Regions from separate parts of the Arachis hypogaea genome. Here region 2 is linked to region 1. A link is a contact called in public Hi-C data. All regions are on one chromosome and are shown on one strand. The core of a region is the stretch at or near the end of the contact, and the rest is flanking DNA. Distances in the headings are between cores, read along the strand shown. Region 1 holds the start of LOC112782974 (ferredoxin--nitrite reductase, chloroplastic). Region 2 holds the start of LOC112782732 (glycoprotein 3-alpha-L-fucosyltransferase A).

What was found. Hi-C and Micro-C count contacts between places; a contact is called where the count stands out from the background.
Region 2: a Hi-C map of leaf shows a contact between it and region 1, with 3 times the contacts expected there. The contact joins the promoter of LOC112782732 here to the promoter of LOC112782974 in region 1. A contact is called at or near these places in 3 of 8 Hi-C or Micro-C datasets (leaf and an unstated tissue).

The regions. Positions count from the first base shown.
Region 1 is chr20:50,423,441-50,428,886 of arahy.Tifrunner.gnm2.J5K5, forward strand. It overlaps LOC112782974 (ferredoxin--nitrite reductase, chloroplastic), which reads right to left and starts at 2,004. Exons shown (of 4, transcript XM_025825676.3): 1 at 1,376-2,004; 2 at 259-613. The coding sequence starts at 1,775.
Region 2 is chr20:50,724,986-50,730,431 of arahy.Tifrunner.gnm2.J5K5, forward strand. LOC112782732 (glycoprotein 3-alpha-L-fucosyltransferase A) reads right to left here and starts at 2,362. Exons shown (of 7, transcript XM_025825280.3): 1 at 1,634-2,362; 2 at 729-889; 3 at 1-176. The coding sequence starts at 2,026.

The DNA of each region.
Region 1 (5,446 bases), core at 754-3,253:
TAGTTATTTTTTTATAGGGTAAATTCTAAGATGCCTACAAATTTTGTGTGTGAATTGTCTAAATGTGAGACTCACTTTTTTATGAAGTTAAGATATGTGTAATTTGTAAGCACCATAGAACATACCTTTTTCATATAGCAAGTTGAATTTCTCTTCCCTATCATTAAACAGAGTATAAAACTAAACTCAACCAATCTAATAATAGAACAAAATGAGTACATTAAGTGTAAAATATTTGTTAGTATAGTTAGTACTTACAAGTTAGAGACAGCAGGGTTGCCAAGAAAATTATTGGTAATAAATTGTGACAAGAAGTTGGTGTAAGGTCTTGTATCAACAATCTCACGAGGGTCAATGCCAGCAAGAGGGTTACCAACAGGGTTCCTCACATTGTCCATCCCACTCTGCAAACTTGTCAACCCAACCTCTGCCAGACCTTTCAAGATTTCCGGCACGTCAGACAGCACCACTCCTCTGATCTGCCAGTTCTGCCTTGTCGTCACGTCGGCGCAACCATCTTTTCCATACTTCTTTATCACGCTTGCTAAGTACCGCGTCTGCGCGCTTGTTGTTATTCCGTTTGGAAGCTTCAGCCTCATCATGAACCTTCCATCTGAATTTCACCAATCCAACATATAATTTGAGTAATATTAGGTAACCATCTTTTTTCACCCAATATCAGCTAACTTTTTTAAAATTATTCTGTTTATCTTAAATTTTAGATTCTAAATCATCAATCTTAAATTATAAATCTAAACACTAAAATTGACTGACTAAAAATTGGTTTCCTACATTTTCTCTTTATACAGAGATATGATCGTGTCACGGGAAAATATGAAAACGTATAATTAAAAAATTTAATCAAATAATATAACAATTTCAATTTTCAATTATCATTTTCAAATAGAAACATCTCACCTGATTTATTATAGTTTGTAACCTAAATGATGATGAGAAGAATTATACCTACTATATTTGTGATTTTACTTACACGTGGTTACTATATACACAAAGATGTGATCATGTGAAAATGTTGGCATGAAGATGTAAAACATGAATAAATTAAATAATATAACAGTTTTAGATTCATCTATCGTTTTCATAAGACATATTGTTAGTTCAAAACAAAAGAAAAAGAAGCACGATGATACAAAGATTATACAAACACCACAATCAACAGTTAAAAACAAAGAACCTAACTAATCGAATGTGCTCTCTTCAAGTTTTCGACAAACTAGTCCTTTTCAAGATTATATGATTTCTAGACAACTAAACCAAAACATATTACGAAAGAAGAAAAATCAATTGTTGGAAGAAAAATAAAAAAATAAAGGTTGATGATGAGAAATATACACATATATATAGTTAGACTTACATTGATGCTTTCTCCTATGAAAAAGTCCAAGCCATTTGAGCCTAATATCAATATCATCTTTGGTAAGCTTAGAACTCTCAATCTCCTCAAGAGATATCTTAGAAAGTTGTTCAATACCATTCTCCATGAAAAGCTTCATTGGGTCCGATTCAAGCTTCACCTTCTCCTGAGGGTTGATGCCTCCCCTGTACTCTTCTTTCAGAACCCAGTAACCGTCTCTTTGCTCCACTCTAGGCTCCAACCTGGAGGCGTCCACCTCCGAAGGAGGGGGAGGAGGAGACGTGGCCGGAGCCGCCGTGGGAGTGGTGGCCGAGAGGCATGTTGGTGTCTTCGGGCGGCAAGAGAGGGAGGAGGGGGAGCATGGTGGTGGGGTGAGAAAGCGAACAGAGAAGGAAGACATGATGATGTTTGTGTATGTTATGGTGATGGCGGTGAGGGAGAAGGAGAATGAAAAGAGTGAACATCTTTGTAGGGATAAGAGGTTGGGACTTGGGAGTGAAAGGGGACCTTAGGAGATAGCAAGAGCTTCTTTCTTCATATCTATGTCCTTTCGCTCCTACTAAAGGTTATCTTGTTTTCTTCTCACCCCATAAACATCTTAAATTCAAATTACAAAAAAAAAAAATAAATAAATAAATAAATAAAAAAGATTATTTATACATTATTTTCAATCATTATTTATTTATATATAAAATTATAAACACATAATTTTTAATTTATTTTTAATATATATTTTATATTTTAAAATATATTTAATTTGATAAAATTAAAGATATTCGTATTATTGTATTCATAGAATTAGTTATATGTAGTTGGTTTTAACTTTTAAAAAGAAGTAATTATTTGAAACGGTTAGTTTTAAACTAAAAAAAATAAGTACATTCGTATTATTTTTAAATTAAAAATTTTACATTAAAAAATTTTAAAATAAATTTATTCTTATTATTTTAAAATTTTTAATTTAAATAAATATATTTTTATTATTTTAAATAATTTTAAAATTAATAAAAATAAATTTATTTAAAATGTTTAAATTTTAAATTTTAAATAATATACTCTTATTATTTTAAATAAACCATATTCTTTTAATTTAAAAATAATATGAGTGCATGTATTTCTTAATTTAAAATTAATAATTTTAAATTGTTAATTTTTTAATTGAATAAATATAATTAATCATATTAATATAAAAATAAAAATATGTTTATTTTTATTAAATTGAATTATATTGTTAATTTAAATTATATTTATTTAAAATTTAAATTTAACAATTTTATATTTTTAAATTATTTAAAAAAAGTTAAATTAATTATAAATATAAAAATTGCTAATACCATCCAAATCGTATCAGAACATAAATAAATTTGTCAAATTCAATAGCTAATTCTATGTAAATAGACAAGTTTATTTTTTTTCCCCCAAAGATAGTAGGTTATATTTCATTAATTATTGAAAAATGAAATACAAAGATGTCTAAAAGCAGGACAGCATAATGAAAAGTGGGGATTTCCCAAAAACACTACACTGAAGGTATTCATCCATCGGTGCATGGTCGAAAAACGAAAAAAAAATCTTAAAGAAGAAAGAATGATAAATCAAATTGAATGCAACTAAGAGCTTGCCTCATGGAGATGACGACCTAAACTGGGAGTTCTTTGGATTTCACGGAGCAACTTGACAGAGCTTGCTAGAATGGCAGACGGCATTGAAGTAGAACCTTCAAAAGTCAACTGGTTGCGAGCTTTCCAGCAGTTCCAGCAAATGATGGCAAGTAATTGAGGATTACGGTCAGCATTCTTCAACGGGTTAAGCATCTCTGTTGATGCAATCCACCATGTCCAAAAGTCGTTAAGACTCTGAGGGGGAAGACAATCACGAAGATAACTCTGAGACCATACATCTTTAATTCTAGAGCAATCGATCAAACAATGAGTGACTGTTTCGGTTGCTTCATGACAGCAGGGGCATATTGGTGATATAGATGGGATGCGGTGATAAATCTGAGCAAGCACCGGGAGCCGACCATGGAGAGCTTTCCAGATAAATAGCTTAATTTTGTGAGGCAAGTTCAACTTCCATAGATCAATCCACGACTTTTTCTATTGCATATAATTAGGGCAAAGCTCCAGAGGCGGATGGTAAAATAAATAGTCAATTCTGTAACATGAAGCTGTATCATATTGTTTGGATTTGTTCAAATCCCATTGTAATTTGTCCCTACTCTGCTGAATTTTAACTGACAAAATCCTGTTTGCAACGTCTTGGGGAAATAATTCTTGAATAAGATTCTGATTCCAATTCCTATCTTCAGTAATTAGATCTTTAACTCTTGGAACCAACTCAGAGATAGCTTGTCTATTTGGCATGTCAGAAATCTTTAAAGGATACGGAGGAGGCAGCCAAGGATCCTCAAAGATTCGGATATTCTCTCCAGTACCCACAGCCCAATTAAGACCTTTTTCAATAATCTTTTGGCCTTCCAGTATGCTCCTCCATCCCCAAGAAGGTAAGACTCCAATTTCTGCCGTTATAACATTACCATTGCTAAAGTATTTACCTCTTAGGATTTTGGATAATAAGGAAGTAGGCTGTGTTACAAGTCGCCAAAACTGTTTGCCTAAAAGCGCCAGATTTTGGATTCTGAGATCTTTAAATCCAAGGCCTCCTTCTTTTCGTGGGCGAGTCATAGTGTCCCAGCTAATCCAAGCCATCCGCCTTTCGGAACCTTTTTGTCCCCACCAGAACTGAGAAAGTAGAGAGTGAATTTCCGAGATTAAACCATCAGGCAACTTGAAGCAAGACAATGTATAAATAGGAATAGCTTCTCCCACTGCCTTAAGCAATACATGTCTACCACCTGACGATAGAAGATTGTGCTTCCATCCTTGGATTCTTTTCTGAACCTTTTCTTTGATCATACTAAAAGAAGCCTTTTTCGATTTAGAGACTGTAGAAAGCAAACCAAGGTATTTATCCTGAGCCCCAATATGATTAATATTCATAGAGTTAGCCAGTAGTGTACGAGTAGTGGAGGGAGTGTTGTGGCTAAAGAATACAGCAGATTTATTAAGATTTATCCTCTGGCCACTGATGTTTTCATAAGAATTCAATAAATGCAGGATATTTGAACATGCTTCAGGATTAGCCTTACAGAATAAGATGGAATCATCAGCAAAGAGGAGGTGGTTGACCTTGGGACATCACCTATGTATCTGAAGACCCTGAATTAGTCTGTTTTGTTCTGCCTTGTGTAGTAAGAAGGAGAGACCTTCTGCACAGAAAAGAAAAAGATAGGGAGATAGAGGATCTCCTTGTCGAATACCTCTATTTGGTTTGAAGAAACCATAAGGTTGTCCTTCCACAATAACAGAATAAGAAACAGTTGTCACTAATTCTCGAATCCACATGATCCACCGGGAGTCAAAACCAAACTTCTCCAATATAAACCAAAGAAAGTGCCATTCCACCCTATCATATGCCTTACTCATATCTAGTTTTAGCGCCATTTCATTTTCGAGTCCCCTTTTTTTGTTCTTCAAGTAATGCATACACTCGTGAGCAATTAGGATATTATTAGAGATTAATCTGCCTTTAATAAAAGCACTCTGCGTAGGGCTAATTAGTCTATTCATCATACCCTGAAGTCTATGTACAAATACTTTGGAGATAATCTTGTAAAAGACTGAAGATAGGCTTATTGGTCTTACCTGAGTCATATCTTTAGCATCAGAAGTCTTGGGAATAAGACAGATCTGAGTGTGATTAAAACCCTTCAAAATTCTGCCCCCTGAAAAGAAGCTCTTAACTGCTCAAAATACATCACCACTAAGTATGTTCCAGAAGCTTTGAAAAAATTTTGCTGTCATACCATCATCTCCTGGAGCACTTTGGGGATGAATGCTAAATGTTGCACGTTTCACTTCCTCCATAGTCACTGGTCTTTGAAGCCTACGGTTCATGTGAGCTGTAACCTTAGGTTCAAAATCAGTAAAAAGAGGTTCATGGTTCTCATGACAAGTGGAGGAAAAGATGTCCTTGAAATAAGATTCAGCCACAGAAGCAATACCAGCA
Region 2 (5,446 bases), core at 1,112-3,611, 300 kb after region 1:
CTTCAAGAGCTTGCAACCGAAAATTTCGAGCACCACAATTAGAAATGAATGCAGCTGCTAGAGCACTTTCACTTTTTGGCTTCACGGGTGCCATGATGTCATACTCAGCCCATGAGAAATATCCAACAGGAACATCAGATGATAGACTGGTTGTCATTACAATTTTATATCCCCTCCTAGAACATAGTGATGTTGAAATATTAGTTCATTTATTACACTATTTTTAAGCTTTTGAAAGGGAACATGCTCCAGCCTCTCCACCAAATAGAGAACACCAAAGAAAGAATAAACTCAATTGAGAAAAATAAAATCGTATACGCACAGTAATAAGTATTATGCGTTAATTATAACATGCAATGAAAAGTAGACAGTCACCAAATTGATTGAAACCCTGTACCACATAGCATATAGGTTATGTTCAATTTTATAGGATCAAACTCCCAAGCTTTAAGAAATAGTAGAAACTTTGTTCTCTACTTTACATTACCTACACCTTTTTCGATTTAACTTTAAAAATGAAGCAAAACAATTGTATCAAATTAAAGAAATATGTACCCTTGTAACCTCGCGGTTGTGTGTGTGTGTTTTGCGGGGGGGGGGGGGGGGGGGGGGGGAGGGGGGGGGTTTGTTTACCCACTTAAACTTTAATGGACCAAAAATAAAGCAGCCATATACAAAGTAAATGATCAAACCTAATGACTCAGCACTTTATATTCGTGCTTACCCACCGTCGTGCCATTGCAAGATTGTTCTCTGAGTAGTATTGTGCGGATTCCATCGATCGTAACACACTAGCTGTTCCAGATGGTTGAGGTAGCCCAAATGCAGCATCAGGTGTCCTATCCCCATCATAACCAAATTTGCATCCCACCGCACATGATTTCCACTCCTGAATTGCATGAACAAAAACTTCAGACAGACAGGAACAACCACACGGACTTTAAACATTTAGCAGGCGGTTACATACATGAACTTTTTGCAATCAACAATCAAACATGCCAACAAAATAGCATTGTAGCCGCAAAGAAATTCTTCAACATCACCCACAACAAGGAAGTAGTGAAGTCTACAACCAGTGCTAGAAAACATATGCATCCACAACAATTGTGATCAAGTACCAACCATTGCAATTCATAATATTGGCTACATATATTTCAAATTTGGATTTTGTTGCTTTCTCGTTTATAATTTATAATCAGCTTGATTACACTTCCTCATAAAATCCGTGACAGATCATGCCTCACAAAATCAGAATATCTAATCTTTGTCTGCCTCAGAAATCATCCTTTTCACATACAATATACAAATTCAAAACCTGCAAAGTAGATCCATGCCTCTAAGGCTCTAACAAGCCGATGTCCAAATAATATAAAAACTATACTAATTAGAGCAGAATGTGCTTGGAACTGCATACACTAATTTACTAACTCGTGAATAAACGAATAGTTAACTACCCTTTCAACCAAATGTGTGTCTAAATTTGCAAATTTCGGAAACCAAAAAAAGAAACATGCTATAACATACATACAATAATCTCTGAACAACAACTAGCTATTAAAAACTTCTATCAATTCAAAGTTACAAAAGAAAGATGGAAGAAAAAAGAAATAAAAAAGAAGAAAGAAATTGAAACCTGGTCAGCTCCAGTGACATAAACAGGTTCCTTGTTAAAATCCCTTTCATACGTTACAGAATCTTCTCTCTCCAACCACTCTTCGCAGCTCTCTGATTCCGAATTCTTTTTATTAGTTCTACCAACAAGCAAACCAAAATCTAAATCATCAGCACCATCCACCACGGACGCAGCACGTGACCGGTAGAAAAAGTCAGTGACCATAGCTGCGTTCTCCGCCATGTCGAGCCTCCCTAAAAACGCGATCTCCGCAATGACCACAAGTGCCACCACAAGAGGCATTAGATTCGAACATTTCCGCTTCGGAACCAAACCCAATTGAACCGATGAAACCGGTAAACCTTCGTGAGTTGACTCGGTTCTCGAGCCTCGCAGGTTCTGCACGAGACCCATCAATCAACGGATTCTAGCTCCAATTTCTCGATTCCTTCAATTTCCAATTTTAAATTGGCCGGAAAATCCGATTGGGGATGGAAAGGGAAGAACTTGGTGCCGTTATAGCTACGATTTCTAACCCACTTTCTACGATTTGAAAGAAGTGAGGGAAGAAGGATAAAAATGAAGACTTGTATTTTTTTTTTTTTTTGTCAGTGTAAGAGGTAAAGATTTTTCAAAGTAAACGGTGGGGTGGTGTGTTGAAGCTTGAACTCACTGAAACCAATGAGCAACACAACACGACGAAGGAAAATATGAACAAGTCCTTCTTTATATAATTGCATAGTCATATTCAGGTAATTCATTAAATATAAATCTTAAATATGGTATAATTGATTTATGAATTTTATAACAACCATAACAGCTACAGTAATTAGTAAATGCATATGGTAAATCCATTATAACTCAAATGACATAATTTTTTTATATTTATCTAAAATTTGGGATTCGAATCTTATTTCTAACTTTTTTATAACTCAAATGACATAATTTTTTTATATTTATCTAAAATTTGGGATTCGAATCTTATTTCTAACTTTTTTAAAAAAATAGTAAGTGCATATTAAAAAAAAAGATAAATATCAATTATTAAATTAATTATTTATAAAAAATATATATTAAAATATAAAATATATATTAAAAATAAATTAAATAATATATATTTATATATGAATTTTCAAAAAAATATTAGCATTGCTCCATTTTTTTGTCACTAAAAGTATAATAATTAATTTGATAACTAATTTTTTTATCTTTAACATATAATATTTTGATTTTACAATGATAAATTAAGTTGGCTCTTTTATAATAATCTAGTTATCAAAATATTATTATGGTGTCCTATAATTAGCTGACATTATGATAAAAGTAAGAGATTCATTTTAATCTTCCAATATACGGAATTAAAAATAAATATTTAAATTAATTTTTAAAAATTTAAATTAAATATTTTAATCTTTAATTATTTTTATTTTTTAAAAGTTTTTAAAAATTAATTATGTTAAAAAAATTGATTTTTTATTATTTTTAATTAAATTTTTAATATACGTGTTGAATAAATAAATTTTAACAAATTTTATTTAAAATAATTAGCTCCTAAAAATAAATTACTCCTTCTTTAAAAGGAGAGAGAAATCAATATGTCTGATGTAATTAATTTTTGTAAATTTTTAAAAGATAAAAAATTATTAAGAATTAAAGTGTTATATTGAAATTTTTTAAAGATCAATTTAAGTGTTTAAAAATTTAGTAATATAAATATTTTAAAAAATCAAATTAAAATTCACATTCTGAATACAATATTATCTAATAATAATAATTGTTCATACCCTAATGCAATAAATAAAAGTTAGGGTCAATAGATATAAAAAGTTCATCTAAAAAAGACGGCATACACCAGTATATCCGATTTCTTAAGAGAGATCGAACACCTACATAAGGGAGTTAGGCTATCTTGCCAAAACAGGTAGCTGCTTCCGAGAATCTTGATTGGAATCTTTATCTTCTTTGATAAGATAAGTCCTAACAAACTCTCAAGATAAAAGGGAACAATTATCTATCAGAAAAGATGGAACTAACAAGAGTGGTTATCAACTCTACTATAAATACACTGACACCCCTCAAGTATATTCATGTTCTAATCTACTAAACAAACCTGCCTAAATCCCTTGCTAACTTAAGCATCAGAGTCTCTTGCAAGTATCACCCCCACCTCCTCACGAGGAACTCGGACTGGCGGCACCTCGGCACCAAAGAGATCGGATGTTGCCATACAATGGGCTGGACCCCATGTTCAAGCCCAAATCAACATTTCAGGTAACCCTCGGAACATTGGTGCCGTTACTGGGAACTTGGAAATCACCTTCTGATACTGGCGGACCACCAGCAAGAAGACGGCCACATAGCATCTGAATATGAGCAAGAAGCTCAGCTAGAAGGCCAGGCCATCGTGCTCCCGCCTCCACCACAAAATCCTCAAGGGCCTCACGAGGAAGGGACTTTGGGAAATCCTCATCCAAGGAGGATCCATTCTGAAATCCATCATCGCGAGGATGAGGACCGCCCTCATACAACCAAGATCCTAGACCTGGTTCATGGCTAGGGGGATCGACTGGAACAGTTCGAACATAAGGTTGAACGACAGCGAAAAGTAGAACGGGAATTACGAAGAGAGGTGAAACGATGAAAGGAGCTAGAAGACAAGCTCCAGAAGCTGGAAGCTGATCTATGAAATAGGAATGACTGGGCAGATCGGGATGAAAGCCCCTTGAGAGGAGAAGATCCATTCATAGAAGAGATCATGAGGGCTAAAGTTCCCAGAAATATCAAATCACCTGATATGGATATTTATGACGGAACATCCGACCCAAGCCACCACCTTAGCAACTTCAAAAGCAGAATGTACATGGTCGACGCTTCTGATGCCACCCGTTGTAAAGCCTTCCCGACTACTCTAACGAAGGCGGTCATGAAGTGGTTCGATAATTTGCCACCCCGATCAATAACCAGTTTTGATGACCTTGCTAGAAAATTTATAACCAGATTCTCTATCCAAAAGTATAAAACCAAGTAAGCAAGAAGTCAGTAAAACTCTTCGTGACTATATGGAAAGGTTCAACAAGGCCTGCTTGAAAATTCAAAATCTGCCCACTGAAGTCGTCATCATGGGCTTAGTCAATGGTCTCAGAGAGGGACCATTCTCCCAGTCCATATCCAAACGATACCCGACTTCTATAAATAAAGTTCAAGAAAGGGCAAAAAAATACATCAACATAGAGGAAAATTCCCAACTTAGGGAACCTTTTCCACAGACAAACCTGCCCTACTACCCTTGGAAAAAGGAAAAGGAGCCCAAAAAGAGAGAAGAGCAGAATATAGAAAAGCCCAGAAAGTACCATAACTACACCGATTTAAGGGTCTCCCTAGTGGATGTGTACAAAGAAATATGTCATACAGAGAAGCTTCCACCTCCTCGTCCGATTAAGCACAAGAAAGCTGGAAGTCGGACAGAATATTACGAGTATCATAACCTCTACGAACATTCTACCAATGAATGTTACGGCCTGAAGAATGTCATAGAAAAATTAGCTAGAAAAGACCGACTTGACAGATACCTGGCTGACAGATTGGATGACTCGAGGAAAAGAAGATTGAATGAACAAGAGGGACGACCAAAACGCCCTTCTCACACCCCAGAACGAGATATACACATGATCAATGGGGGTTTGCAGGAGGAAGAATATCAAAATCCTCACGAAAAAAATACCTCAAGGAGGTATATCAAGTCAGGGAAGAAAGCTAATTGACTGACCTGCCCACTATCTCGTTCACTAAAGAGATGCTCAAGGAATACTGCCTGGGCATGACGACCCTTTGGTG